Linked DNA regions of Mus musculus: all the other regions are linked to region 3. Evidence: chromatin contacts called from public Hi-C data. All regions are on one chromosome and are shown on one strand. Each heading gives the region's core, a stretch centred on a gene start, on an enhancer-like site or on the middle of the called end of the contact. The rest is flanking DNA. Distances are from core to core; before and after follow the strand shown. Region 1 has its middle 6.3 kb from the start of Gm29845. Region 2 overlaps Ednra (endothelin receptor type A). Region 3 holds the start of Ednra (endothelin receptor type A).

What was found. Hi-C and Micro-C count contacts between places; a contact is called where the count stands out from the background.
Region 1: a Hi-C map of uterus shows a contact between it and region 3, with 1.8 times the contacts expected there. The contact joins the enhancer-like site here to the promoter of Ednra in region 3. A contact is called at or near these places in 3 of 39 promoter capture datasets (the 3T3-L1 cell line, 3T3-L1-derived adipocytes and second pharyngeal arch cranial neural crest), 1 of 15 datasets of contacts at CTCF or cohesin (the NIH/3T3 cell line), 10 of 484 Hi-C or Micro-C datasets (3T3-L1-derived adipocytes, embryonic fibroblasts, granulosa cells and 2 more), 3 of 115 datasets of contacts at active chromatin or transcription factors (craniofacial prominence, embryonic fibroblasts and embryonic stem cells) and 2 of 9 other capture datasets (adipose tissue and pancreatic islet).
Region 2: a Hi-C map of uterus shows a contact between it and region 3, with 4 times the contacts expected there. The contact joins the enhancer-like site here to the promoter of Ednra in region 3. A contact is called at or near these places in 2 of 39 promoter capture datasets (3T3-L1-derived adipocytes and embryonic stem cells), 1 of 15 datasets of contacts at CTCF or cohesin (the NIH/3T3 cell line), 8 of 484 Hi-C or Micro-C datasets (the HL-1 cell line, nephron progenitors, palatal mesenchyme and 1 more), 4 of 115 datasets of contacts at active chromatin or transcription factors (cardiomyocytes, embryonic hindbrain, embryonic stem cells and 1 more) and 3 of 9 other capture datasets (adipose tissue, liver and pancreatic islet).

Annotation. Positions count from the first base shown.
Region 1 is chr8:77,768,831-77,773,334 of GRCm38.p6, forward strand. No RefSeq gene overlaps it. Among named protein-coding and RNA genes, the nearest start is that of Gm29845, 6.3 kb to the left of the region's middle. Within about 2 kb of position 2,386, at least 29 of the 459 cell types and tissues checked have an H3K27ac peak or open chromatin away from gene starts, as enhancers often do. A contact at or near this core is called in the NIH/3T3 cell line, granulosa cells, pancreatic islet and 1 more, where this site is marked.
Region 2 is chr8:77,680,116-77,685,007 of GRCm38.p6, forward strand. All of the region lies in intron 3 of Ednra (endothelin receptor type A), which reads right to left. All of the region lies in intron 3 of LOC105243223 (a long non-coding RNA gene), which reads left to right. Among named protein-coding and RNA genes, the nearest start is that of Ednra, 42 kb to the right of the region's middle. Within about 2 kb of position 2,101, at least 14 of the 459 cell types and tissues checked have an H3K27ac peak or open chromatin away from gene starts, as enhancers often do. A contact at or near this core is called in heart atrium, nephron progenitors and uterus, where this site is marked.
Region 3 is chr8:77,722,263-77,727,001 of GRCm38.p6, forward strand. Ednra (endothelin receptor type A) reads right to left here and starts at 2,190. Exons shown (of 8, transcript NM_010332.2): 1 at 1,834-2,190. It overlaps LOC108167319 (a long non-coding RNA gene), which reads left to right and starts at 1,323. Exons shown (of 4, transcript XR_003947564.1): 1 at 1,323-1,460; 2 at 4,237-4,269.

The sequences.
Region 1 (4,504 bases), core at 1,136-3,635, 47 kb after region 3:
TCGTCCAGAGGTCCTGAGTTCAATTCCCAGCAACCACATGGTGGCTCACAACCATCTGTAATAGAATCTGGTGCCTTCTTCTGGTGTGTCTGAAGACAGCTACAGTGTGTTCATATACATTAAATAAATACATTTTTAAGAAAAGAATTCACCATCATCATCTCTGAGTTGGTTGAAGGAAGAGTGTTTTTGTTTTATAAATGAGAGGAATCTAGATCCTAGTGTGTGTAGCCAGTCACAGGGCTGCCAGCCAGTTAGTGGGTAGGTCAAGGTGACCTCCGCTGTTCTAGTTGCCAAGGCAGCTCCCACCAGCACACTCCATGACCCGCTGAGGTTAAGGGAGTGAAACCAGCCAAGTATTTTCTCTAAAGTGTGTAAAGTTCTGAGATGGGAACCGCAGCTGCTGGCCCCAGCTTGGCCTCAAACAGGACTTAAATCTGTTCGATGAGCTCTGCCTCCCCGTGAAGCACACACACTAGTTATAAAGCCCTCAGCATCCTGAGAGGCTGCAGACCAGCGTTACCTTTGTTGAGAAGACTTTCTGTTCTCCCAGGCTTTTTCCTGAATAGTTTATTTCTCCTCTGTGCCATTTCAATAAAATTTGAAAACATGCACACAGAATCCATAGAATAAACAAAACACACGGGTTTCCTTTCCTTTTGCTGTTATTTTGTGTGCATGTATGTGTGGGGAGCCGCCCTCACATTCGCCGTTACAAGATGGCGCCCGTGACGATAACTCGGCCAATGGGCTTCGGCCAATGGGCTGCAGCCAATCAGGGAGCGACACGTCCTAGGCGGAGGATAATTCTCCTTAAAAGGGACGGGGTTTTGCCATTCTCTCTCTTGCTCCTGAAGAAGTAAGCAATAAAGCTTTTGCTGCAGAAGATTCCGGTTTGTTGCGTCTTTCTTGCCAGTGGAACAAAAGCACGGGCAATATGTATGCATGAGTGTATTTGTGTGGTTATGTGAATATGTGTATATGGGTGCACATGCTTATGTGTATCTGTGTGGGCCAAAGGTCAACATTAGGAGTCTACCTCTGTTGTCCTCGTATTATGTTTTGAGACAGCGTGTCTCACTGACCCGGAGCTCATCCTTCTGGCTAGGCTGCCTGCCTCCCGGATCATTCTATCTACATCCCCACCATTTCTTGTTGTTTGTTTATTTGGTTTTTTGGAGACAAGATCTCTATGTAGCCCTGGATGTCCTGAAACTCGCTCTATAGAACAGAATGGCTTCAAACTCAGAGGATTTGCCTTGCCTCTGCCTCTGAGTGCTGGGATTAAAGGTGTGCACCACCACTGCCTGGCGAGCCCCCATATTTCTTGTCTTAATTAGGGTTTTACTGCTGTGAAGAGATACCAAGACAACTCTTATAAATGCAACTATTAAACTGGGGCTAGCTTACTGTTTCATTATCATACTGGAGGGAAGCATTTGTGCGAGGGGGCCTCCATCCAGCACATGTATGCTTTTTTTGATTGGTGACTCAGTCTCTGAGAGCTCCCAAGGGGTCAGCTTAGTTGAGTCTGTTGGTCTTCCTATGGAGTTCCCATCCCTTTCAGGGCCTTCAGTCCTTCCCCCAACTCTTCCATAAGAGTCCCCGACCTCAACCCAATGTTTGACTGTGGGTATCTGCATGTGTTTCAGTATGCTGTTGGGTAGAGCCTCTCAGAGGACAGTTACGCTAGGCTCTTGTCTGCAAGCATAACAGAGTACCATTAATAGTGTCAGGGGTTGGTGCTTGACCGTGGGGTAGGTCTCAAACTGACTGGTTATTGGTTAGCCATTCTGTCAGTAACTGCTCTTTGTCCTACATTTCTTTTAGACATAGCAAATTTCGGATTGAAAGTTTTGTGGGTGGGTTGGTGTCCTTACCCCTCCACTGGGGTGCTGCCTGACTGCAGAAGGCCACTTCCTGATGTGTAAATAGGATGTATACGAAAAGCTTTGCCTTATGTTGCTTTATTTGAGGCACATAAATTATTATTATTTTAAATGTAAAATCTCCTCTACCTGAGATGTATCATTCACTTTCACTTTCTCCCAGTAGGAAGTGTCATGTGCCATGGGATTGTCTCTGCTTTAAAGGTGACACAGAGTTGGAAATCCTGGCACGATCCATGGTACAAGTGAGGAGGTTGGGTGGAGAAAAACCTCTAAGAGAAGCAGAGAAGCTTGAGTGTTGACAAGAGTTCAGGAAGGGCTGTCCCCAGCAAGCTGTGAGAACAACCACATATTGCTTCAGAAAGCATTCAGAAGGTCAAATAAGCAAAGAGCTAAAAATCATCCGTTTAATTGAGCAAGCAAGGAGGGAGAACAGTTGGGATTACCGTGGGTTGAGCTGTGTGCGTCACAGACCTGTTTTTTCCTGAGTGAGCCTGTTTCTGTTTAGTGCCTATTGGATTTTTTTTTTTTGAGTGTGCAGAGAGACTGGATGTACAAACATGGATGGTTCTGGAAACAGTGGACACAGCTTGCTTCAGGCCACCTGCTTCAGGGAACAGTAATTCCATAAAGGCAAAGAAATAAATAATTGCAGATACCATCTGTCTGCTTTTGTACACTCATAAAAGGCCAATTTCAATTTTGTTCTCAAAATAGGCCAACGTTTTTCAACTGACCTGTCATTGATGGAACACATGGAAGATCCACTTCCACCCCCTCAAAGCCAGATCTGTCAGCAACCAGTTAGTGAGGCTTGTTTTAGAACCACCTGTATCAGTCAGGGTTCTCTAGAGTCACAGAACTTACACATAGTCTCTATATAGTAAGGGAATTTGTTGATGACTTACAGTCTGTAGTCCAACTCCCCAACAATGGTCAGCAGCAGCTGTGAATAGAAGTCCAAGGATCTAGCAGTTGCTCAGTCCCACAAGGTACGCAGGTGAAGAAGAGAGAGTAAATCTTCCTTCTTCCAATGTCCTTATATAGGTCTCCAGCAGAAGGTGTGGCCCAGATTAAAGGTGTGTGCCACCACGCCTGGATCTGGGGCTTTGTCCCACATGACCTGGAACTCAGAGATCTCCCTGTCTTAATCTTCTAGGATTTATAGCCATTATGCTTCAAGATCTAGGCCAGAAACTTCTATCTCCCAGCCTCTAGATTAGGATCACAGGTGAGCCTTCCAATTCTGGATTGTAGTTCATTCCAGATATAGTCAAGTTGACAACCAGAAATAGCCACTACACCACCCATCCCTTGACCATTGGTTTAGTAGCAATGGCATCCTTTACTGTAAAAGCAACTTTGGGACAAGAGTCCATTTGCAGCTGGCTACTGCTTTCACAGGAAGACAGGGAGCTTGTGTTAACTCTTAAGAGCAATGCTGGTGTGCCTTCTGGGGTCTGAGACACTTTTAGGTGAAAGGCATGGCCTGTCTACAATATATCTCCTGTGGCTAACGGGGGACAATGAAACAGTTTAGATATGAGAGGGCTTGGGTGGTCCTCTCCATTTAGACTTTTTCTGACCTTACCTAAGAAAGCCTTGTGAGATAAAGGAATGGTAATTATGATGGCGTCACCCTTAGGTAGTGACTAGCGACTAGCGTCACAGTACAATTAGAGTCTTCTGGGCTCTGTGCCAAGCACTTGACAGGCTGTGAGTAGAGCAGTATCCACTGAAAGCTTTAGGAGACATGCAAAGGGAGATGCAGAGCAGTGACTTTCCTGAAGCAGTGAAGTTGAAAGCTAACCCTAGGTCTCTTGGCCTTCAGAGTCCCATCTCTTCCCCTGCTACCCCATTGGCTCTGTAAAGCTTGGTGCACAGCACAGTCCCACGCAGATGTTTAGGTGGAGGCTTGCCTGATATCTGTTGTTGGGCAGAATGGCCACACACAAAGAGCTGTCTGGACCCTGCTCAGATGACTAGGAGTGGCAAGCATAAAACAGGCAAAGGTTGCAGGACTCTCTGAAGACTCTGGGAGATTTGAGGACATTATATAACATTGTGAATCATTCTCTGGTCATTCTGTGGTATTTCTTGCACATATCTTTTGCTGTGGTTCATGATTTTTGTTAGTAACTGATTTTCTTTGAAAGACTTTTTTCAAAAGGCCCCTGGCCATTCTTTACCGGCTGTAGATTGATTGCTATGGATTGGGGGTTATCGACGCACAGAGAAGAATGCTCTTCTTATCTGAAACCCTGAGGTACACTGCAAGGTTAATGGAGCCGGAGGAAGAGGGGGCAGTGCAGGGGGAGGAGGAGAGGGCAGTGCAGGGGGAGGAGGAGGGGGCAGTGCAGGGGGAGGAGGAGGGGGCAGTGCAGGGGGAGGAGGAGAGGGCAGTGCAGGGGGAGGAGGAGGGGGCAGTGCAGGGGGAGGAGGAGAGGGCAGTGCAGGGGGAGGAGGAGGGGCAGTGCAGGGGGAGGAGGAGGGGACAGTGCAGGGGGAGGGAGAATATTCTTACTAGTGGAGAGATGAACCAGGCTTATTAGGGTGGTTTTGTGCTTTTTCTCTCTTTGAAGCCAGTATTTATTCAGACCCCCAAACACATGGCT
Region 2 (4,892 bases), core at 851-3,350, 42 kb before region 3:
AGGTCTGCTGACTCACAGTGGGGTCTTTCAGCTTTCTCACCCTAACATGTGATAGCAGACTAAAAGGAGAAACTGTCTTTTACTTATGTGAGGTCATTTGCTATAGTGCAAGCCAATAAGTAGATTTTTAAATGTCTTCAAGGCTAGAGGCACTTCCTGTATGTATGCTGAATTATTGTTATTGTTATCAGTATTGCTATTACTACTTTATTTTTTGAGACAGGGTCTTAATATGTAGTCCTGGCTGTCTTGGAACTTTCTATATAGACCAGGATGGTGTCAAACTCACAGAGATTTGCCTACCTCTGCCTCCTGAGTGCTGGGATTAATGGCCTGCATTACTTTGTCCAGTTTGTGTGTTGAATTTTGAAAGTAAGGCTAGAGACAGCCATTGTTATATTATATAAATGTTATGACTGAATGAACTTAAAAACATTATAAAATAAAAGTTAAATTAAAAAATGTCACTTCAACAAAATCTTTTTACTTTTAAAATTATTTGCCCATTATTATTATTTGTTATTGTTGTTGTTTGAGACAAGGTTTCTTTGTGTAGCTCTGGCTGTCCTTGAACTTACTCTGTAGACCTAGCTGGCCTTGAACTCATAGATTATTTGCCTCTGTCTCCTGAGTGTTTAGATTAAGGGTGTGCAAATGTAGTCTGAATGTATTCTTTACTCAAATCAGTTATAACTGTATTTTTGCTCTGTTTACATGGGAAGGCTCTCCCACAGAAATGGCATTTGTAGTTTAATAGCTGCACACGATGGCATGGTATTGATCCCATTTCCATAAGTCTTTTTTCATGAGTCATGTTTAGCATCTCACAGGAGTGAAGAACACATTTGTACACAGAGATTTTTTTCTTATTGTTAGCAACTTTCCTGGATGAATTATTAGCAGTAGCATTGTTAAATCAAGGCATTGAGAGGTGGCCAAGACACACTCATTCTACAGACACAGTCTCACTGTGCAGACCAGCCTGGCCTAGAATTTACTCTAGCCTCTAACTTCTGTGATCCTCCTGCCTCAGTCTCCTGGCCAGTTAGTTACATGACAGTTGTGTTTCAGCATGCTGGGTCACGAGATTTAAAATGCAGTATCTAATATCTAGTGTTGACAGATGCTTGCTCACAGTGCAACCCATTGGCTTTTCTTCAATTTTGCTACTCCAAGAAGGTAAAGAGGCACACCTCTGCTGTCTTTAATTAAGAGCAACTGGTCATTTGTGATGGTTAGTTCTGATTTATATCTTCACACCATGGACACACAGAGGGGTTGGAGGGAAAATCCTGACAGAGAGACTTCTCAAAAAAGCACATGAGTTGGGTGGCCAAGGGATGCTAATGTGAGCACTTGTGTGGCTGGTTCTGACAGTGGCCCTCCTGTTCCAGGCCTGGCCTCTGATAGATTGGCACCACAGTCTTGCCAGGCTGAGAGGCCCAGAGACTTCCAGATGACCCTGACAAGAGGCTGGACCAGTGAGTTGGGGACTTGAGACAAGCTTAGTGCCAGCTGCAAGCTACTAGAGAACCTAGCTGCAGTGACAGGGCACAGAAACGGCCAAATTCCCGACTCGTAACATAGTGAGATCTGATAAAATGGTTATTTTAAACGACTGAGTTTGAGGGTATCTGGTTATCAAAGAGAAGTGGGGTTAGCAAAACTAACCAGTTGCCTGATCCTGACAGCAGAGTAAGATAAAGGATGATTTAAGTGCACGCTGCAGGGAACAAACCCAAAACAAGATCCTGAATTGCCCCAGCCAGAGTGTGACACTGTCCATTTCCCGTCTCTTCGGCTCAACCACTTCTGTGCCTTCCCTCTTATTTATACATCAGTGGGAAACCACAAGCAGAACAAGGGGAGAACACATCCAAGTCTAAAGAGGTACACCCCAGAAAACCACCTTACACTTCTGGACCTACGATCCGTCTCTGAGATGATCAGGGAGGGTACCAATCAACAACGGGAGGCACTGGCATCATGTCTGAAGCTTGAGGCATACAAAGAAAAGCTGCCTTCCTAATGGATCTTTGCAGCGTTTCCAGGTATCTAATTATACACTGCTCTGGAAGAGTCGTTAAGAGAGTTTTATCTTTTTATAGGCTCCTTCCCCAGACATCTAACTACAAGTTGGATCTGTACCCGGGCTTGTTTATAGCGTGACCCTGTCATCGTCTCGTACTTTAAACAAGACTATTAACTTCACAAAGAGCAGCATTGAATCGCCTTTCTTCTTCTTTTCTCCCCCCAAATAAAGTAAAAGTAACATTTGAAACTCATCACAGCTGCAAGAAAAAACATTTTATGGCTGGTAACAGTTGATTATTCATAGTTTTTCTGGGAAAAGTTCGTCCCTTGTAAAAGTATACTTAACTTTAGCATTATAACGTTTGCTGATAAAGCTGGGCAGAAGCCAAAACTTGGTTTTAAATTTCTTTCTCTATTTCTGAAAACTTTCTCCTATCTTTCTCATAAGAGAGTAAGAACGAACATATACTTAAGGTAAATAATAGTTAAAATTGAGGAGTAATTAGTGAAAGGGCTACACTGAGGCCAGTCCACAGTTAAGCAAAGCAGGCTGGCTCATCAACCAGGTGGAGACAGCGACTCTGAGCAGCTTGTTTATCTGTCTCTGCCCCATGGCGAGTGAGGAAGCTGGGACTTTTCTTTGGTTTTATTGCATTCTGCATTTCAGTAAGTAATTAGAGAAGAAATTCAAAAGTGCTTAGACATATGCTTTCTCTCAGGACAGCTCCAAAACCAAAGATGATTATCATATTTTAAAAATATCATTAAAATACCATGGTAACTCTTCCTGGGCGGTATCTGGTTCAGACAAGAAAAATATGGTTTTAAAAACTAAAAATTGTTCTTAAAGGACTCCAGACTCCCCCATCTTACTGCTGTCTCATTAAAAAAAAAATAGTGATTCCTCCCTCCAGTGGAATATAGTGAGATCATGTGAGGGCTCAAAGCTAATGATATTCTATGTGCAGTGGTTAACTATAAGGATTAGAACACTGGTTCAGGAGGTAAGGAAACACAAGTTCAGTTCCCAGTGCCTATGTCAGGTGTCTCCCAAGTGCCAGCAACTCCAGCTCCAAGGAATGCAATGCTTCTGGCCTCCTTAGGCACCAGCACTGACATGTACAACACACACACACACACACACACACACACACACACACACACACGCACACACACGCACGCACGCACACACACACATGCACACACATGTGCACACACAGACACACACTTAAAAATAAAATGACCTTTCAAAAATATTAAAGGGATTGTGTGTGAACATGGTTCATTCTCCAGTATGAAAACCTGAAATATAAATGTCAAATCTGTCCCCGGATGGATCCTCAAGCTCAAAGTCAGCATCAAAGGACAACGGTAAAGGCCACCAACAAAGGACTGGGAGCGCTTTCCCAAGGAGGCCTCTCCTGGATGAAGGCCATTCTAGCAGAATGACGTTTTAAAATGGCTCATCTCCTTGATTTAAAAGTCAAACCACATCTGAATGAAACCAATTTTTGGCATTATTATTATTTTTATTATTATTCTCTCTTCTAAATGAAGAATGGCATTTTATTTGGGTCTTGACTCAAAGCTAACATGAGTCATGTGATTCATGAATGGGATGAGGAGAGGAGGGGCTCTGGGGAGGGTACCCCACACCAGAGAGAGGAGTTGGTGAACTAAGCCACCCCCTTCCCTGCTGTGGGGGGTCAGAAGCTCAGGAAGAAGGCTTCTGAGATTCGGAAACCACCCAGGAGGCACAGCCTTGGCTGGGTCTGTAGTGGGGCAGGTTTCCCCTCAGCTGGGAGGCCTGTTGCCTTAGTGTCTGTGGTGGTTTGGGTGAGAGTGAGCCCATCCGTTCATGTTTGCACATGCTCACTCCCCAGGAGAACTGTTTGGGAAGGATTGGGAGGTAAGTCTTTGATGGCAGAGGTGGGTTGCTGGTGGTGGGCTTTGAGTAACTAAGACGTTGCCTTACTCATTTAAAAAAATGTTATGAATGTTTGGTCTGAATTTTAAATATTTACCTCTTAAAATATGCTTGTGATTACATTCAGAATGTTTATTATGTTTGCCTTCTTTTTAAAACTGTATTTACTCACTTTACATCCCAATATCCCCCCTCTCTTCCCAGTGCCCCTCACACAGACCCTCTCCCTTTTCTTCACTCCCCTTCTTTTCAGATCTTCTAAGATGCTAGGAGGCAGTCATGTCTGCCACAACTCCTCCAATACAGCACTTAGGTGAAGGAGGAAACTGTATTGGTGTGCTCATGTAGGGAACAGCAGTGGGAACTTACTGGTGACTCAGTCAGGCTGGCGCTTGCTCAGCATCTTAGGGAAATGGCCAACATACCGGTCTTCCGTATAGTCTGTGAGAACTATGCAGTGGCCTCTTATGCAGCACTTCCATTTCTCTACTGGGAATTAAACCAGGCTTTGCATGCCTGTCAGGTCTCACCCTGAGCCACATCTCCCTGACATGATGCAGCAGCCCTCAGCAGCTGACTTAGGCCAGAGCAGCACATTCACGACTTGTTTCTCAACAGATCACGGAAGATCCTAGTAGGCAGCGAAGTCATTTCTAATCTTTGCATTTAACCATGGAGATGTGGACATTTTAAATTATCCATATTACTGTATTTTCAACTATTGATAAAATTATCTTTTGTGTTTTAGTTTTCGCAAATATATTTATTTCAAATAACAGTCCCAAACACTTCATTTATTTTGTGTTTCAGGCACCAGAGACATATGGTTTCTTTTAGAAAGACACCATTACAATTTATAACTGCTAATGTGTTTTGATGTCTAAACACAGCAATGACTTTATTTGAAAATTAGAAATCATAGCACTTAGCT
Region 3 (4,739 bases), core at 940-3,439:
GTCTCTAATAGTCCGGAATAACTGGCTGAATTATTAGTAGGTCTACAAATATCATCTTTCCATTTCCCACATGTAGACCAGAATGCCAAGTACAAAGCTTTTTACGATCTGCCTCCCTCTCAGGATAGTGAGGGGAGGCACAAGTCTTTCAATTCCTTGATTGCTTTATGATTTATGGTTCCTGGTTTCCCAATGGGAATGGAATATTTAGTAATAGTTATCTTAAAAATGAGAGACAGAGGTCTTTCCCATAAACAAAATGGCTTCATGGTCTATTAGAATCATCCAGGAGGGGAGTTCATGAGCCATTTGGGTGTCACAGGCACTGCACAGCTCACGTAGAGCTCAGTGGTCCTCATTGCCACAGGTACTGAGAAAGCTACAGTCATGGCTTCCTATCAGGGTGTGAGCCAGCTGCCAGTAAAACCTCTTTCCTTCCTTCCTTCCTCCCTCCCTCCCTCCCTCCCTCCCTCCCTCCCTCCCTCCCTCCCTCCCTCCCTCCCTCCCTCCCTCCCTCCTTCCTTCCTCCCTCCTTCCCTCCCTCCCTCCCTTTCTTCCTTCCTTCCTTTCCTTCCTTCCTTGCTTCCCTCCAGCAAAGACACTACCAAGAACTCATTTCTCTTGACACCTCTTGTCAGCTCACCACATCTAAGGGACATCTGTCAAAAACATGTGGATGCCATATTGTTACAGAGTGAAAAACACAAAACCAAATAAAAGAAACCTCTTTCGAATCCATGCTTTCCCAAGGACGGATCTGTAGCTCATTTTGGTATATTTCAGTCAAGCTTTGCCGGGCATCTGGCTCTAGAGCCAGAGCTCTAGAGAAGCAACTCACATTCAGACCAGAAGGACATGTCTATGGAGTCAGCATCTTTCCTTTTGTGGGTCTAGAGTTTGGTGGCATACAAAAGCTGACCCCTTAGTGCTTTCCCTAGTTAATACATCAGATTCTCAGAGCAAATGTCCACTTGCCATTAGTAATTTGGAAAATCCAACGGCGCCCAAACCGCACACATACTTAGGGCAGGTAATTTACATGGTATGGTTGCCAAGGTGTTTCATAGCCAATCTTTAAAAACAGATGAGTTGATGGCTGTGTGGGAATCAGAAACAACTACAAGAAGAAAAAAAAAATTAAACCAAGAACTTTTTTTTTTTCAAGTTCTCTGTGGTTTTGTTCTCTGGAGAAGACAAATTATCCACTCTCCTTGGACACATCCTCTGACTTTCATATGCTTTCGCCCCAGGTCTGCTGGGGTGAGGCCACTAAGGGTGGTGTAATCAGAGGTGGCTTATCTACAAACAGTTCCAGGGTTCTGCACATGAAAGACAAGAAGTGCCCTTTAAAGGACAGGACAGCACTGAGCAAATCGCCCAGACCTCCACCAGCAGGCAGATTTCCAACCCCAGCTGCCATCGTGGTGTGAGGAGGGCTCCACAGAGGTTGGTTCTTCACAGTAAGTGTCCTTGGCACTCAGGGTGCAGGATAGGAAGAGACCAACTTCACCAGGAGGCTTTGGAGCAAGCGCCCTGGGCCTTGATGCGCCTGAAAGCTTGTGTGGAGAAAAAGATCCTCCCACTCCCGGCTCCCCTTTCCTAAAAATCCGAGACAAAGCTCAATGGTCTTGTCCGGTGTCCACCCCCACTCCCCCCAGTGTTCGTCTCCCAGGAAAGCGCCCCACACTGGGCGTCCCGGGAGGTAAGTGCCAGGCCGGTCTGTTGCGTTTCCCTGGAGCTGCGAGACACCCCTGCTCCTCCCAGCAGATTGCCCCGGCAGCGACCCTATCCCTAGTTCCAGCCCTGGTTCCAAAAAGAAAGACTTGCACCGACCTTAGAGCTCCTCGGAAGCAGACAGCTCCAGGTCCGCGCACGGGCCAGCCGGAGCCTGAGCTGGAGAACGAGGGTGGCGCGCAGGGTGGCGGGTGACCAGGGCTGCAGCACAGTCTCAGCTCGGGGAAACTTCCCCGGACAGCCAGGCTTCTCTAGGGGGAGATCTTGCTCAGCCTGCAAGCTCCAGCGATGGTCCGGTGGATCAGAGAGAGGCTCCCCACCTCCTAGACACAGTTGCCAGACTAGAAGGGATGGGTGTGCGCGCGAGGCTCCCAAGGAAAAGCAAACTCCGGAGGAACACGCCTCCCGCGATCTTCCTTAGACTCCACAGGCTCCTAGACCTTCCTCTCTACTCTGGGACCTAACTGCAAGAGCGCTATCCCGCCTGCCCTCCAGGGAGCAGCCACCAAGCTGCAAAGCTGCTGCCCCCGCCAGGCCCTGAAGGGCAGGGATCTTTAACTATTTCCTTCCTGAGAAGTTGGTTAGTCTAGGATGGGTAGGATTGAAAGTAGAGAGCAACAGACCAGACTCAAGGTTGTGCCCTGTTTTAGGAAGAAACTCGAGGCACTTGAGCCCGTGAGTACGGGAGAGTTTGATCAGCAGGGGAAGCCAGGGAATTTGGGCTGTGTCTCCTGTCAACTTTGCTTAGCTTGTTAGCACTCCTCACCTTAGAGGAAGTTATGGAACCCAGGTGGACAGCATGTCTTTGGCTCAAATTTGACCTGCAAGACCACTAAGCCTTAGCCCAAGGCAAAAGGGAGCTGGGGAGTCTGTGGAAGGGTCTAGGGTGTGCTCAGAGAAATGATCATGTCTGACAATGAATGGGGAGACCCTTCAGAAGGCAGTGTCTTTATCACAGAGTGTGTCAAGTCACGATAAGATGGGGAGTGGGAGGAGAGATAAGGGCCAAACATCAGGGCTCCTGGGGAAGAAGGCTTGGCTGTACGGATGCCCTAGGACCTCATTGGTTCCCTACCGTATCTATAGTGGAATTGGACCTCAGTTTGTTCTAGGACCTCTAGGAGAAGGGAGAGACAGGACTTATATCTAGCCCCTGGGAAAGAATTTTAGCAACAGCTTCCTCATAGTGTGGTGGCTAGATTCCAAGAACAAATATCCCAAGAGAAAGGACATAGAAACTGCCACCTACTTAAGGCCCAGGTCCAGATAGTGACACAAAGGGGCTTCTGCTTAATTCTGTCAGTCACCAATTCCAGATTAAAGGGTGAGGGCACAGAGACCCTACTTGACAGGGGTCATTTTGTAAAACTGTCACAGCCATCAGCAGAACACCTCGGTGGAAAGGATTTTAATATTCTTCTGGGACTGTTGGAGCAGGCATTACCCTGTCCACTAATCTAGTGTTTATCTAGCGTTTCTCTAGGAAGGATCCACAAAAATTGTCTCAGTCAGCTCTGAAGGGGTACGCTTTTGTGGCGACAGCTTGGCAGGCTGACATTATTTTCCAGGAAGAAAAGTTATTGCCTTCTTCCAGAAGACTGTTCATAACTTGGTATGTGAAATGTTCTGGATCCCAGGCCCTCTCACCCCGTGACTAGGCACGTGGACAGTGCACCATCTGTGTAACTGAACATGTCTGTCAGGCTAGTCTTTGTAACAGCACCCCCAGGACCCCCTACCTTTTGCTGATCCCACTGTGGTATGGATTAAGCATTAAAAATTTCTCTTTCACATCCCTTAGGACAGTCACTATTTAAACACAAATGAAACTAGAAAATAAACTGGATTGTCAGGGGTGCTGAGAGGCAAACTCCTGACTACTGAGGCAACAGCAGTGGGAGCCCAATGGTGCTCCTCAAATAATTATGACTAAAATTACCAAGGGTCTAGCAATTCCAGTCCTGAATATGTGTATAAAATGGGCAACAAGGTTGGTGTTGTAGACAGAGTGAGGCTGAAGAACACAGAAACAGAATGGATGTTGGTCTGTGTTTTTTCTAAGGTTGGGCCCAAGAGACACATCAGCAGGAAGGTGCCTGCTTGTTTAGCATCAAGTTACTTCAGGTTAGTGTTTGTGTTAAATATTCAGAGAGAAAGAATTCCAGCTAACTGGCATATTTGGGAAATGTGCTTATTTGTACGTGAGTGTGTGTGTGTTTGAGTGTGTGTATGTGTGTGTGAGTGTGTGTATGTGTGTGAGTATGTGTGATGGTGAAAGATGACCTTGGGAAGTTGAGTGTGAGGCTTCAGTGCAAACGCCTTCACCCACTGAGTTATCTTCCAAACCCTTGATGTTTAACTGATTCCCCCAAAGGTCAGATGACAGCTTAGTTTCTTCTTAATGACATGGACTTCAGCTTGAGTGAGTCCATTTCGAATGTGTTTCTGTGCTGTTCTGTTGTTGTTTGCTTGTTTCAATTAACGCCGTGATCACATTTACAGAAAGGACCTAGAATAGTCAAAACCACAGAGAAGGTAAGCTGGTGACTCCTGGGGCTTGGAGAAGGGGGCTCACTGTTTCATGCGTTTCACTGTGTTTCACATGTGTTTCACTGTTTCATGCGTTTCACTGTGTTTCACTGTTTCATGCGTTTCACTGTGTTTCACATGTGTTTCACTGTTTCATGTGTTTCACATGTATTTCACTGTTTCATGTGTTTCACATGTGTTTCACTGTTTCATGCGTTTCACTGTGTTTCACATGTGTTTCACTGTTTCATGCGTTTCACTGTGTTTCACATATGTGTTTCACTGTTTCATGCGTTTGAGAGGTTTACTTTGGGTGATACTGAGGCTCTGTGATTCCGTGGTGGGAGCTGCACAACAATGGTGACATACTTAGTGCTCATGTACTGTGCACTGGAAAAGGTTAAAGCCACACATTTATACTATGCCTGGTTTGCCAGGAGGAAACAAATCTTCATGTTGAGATAAAAACCCACATT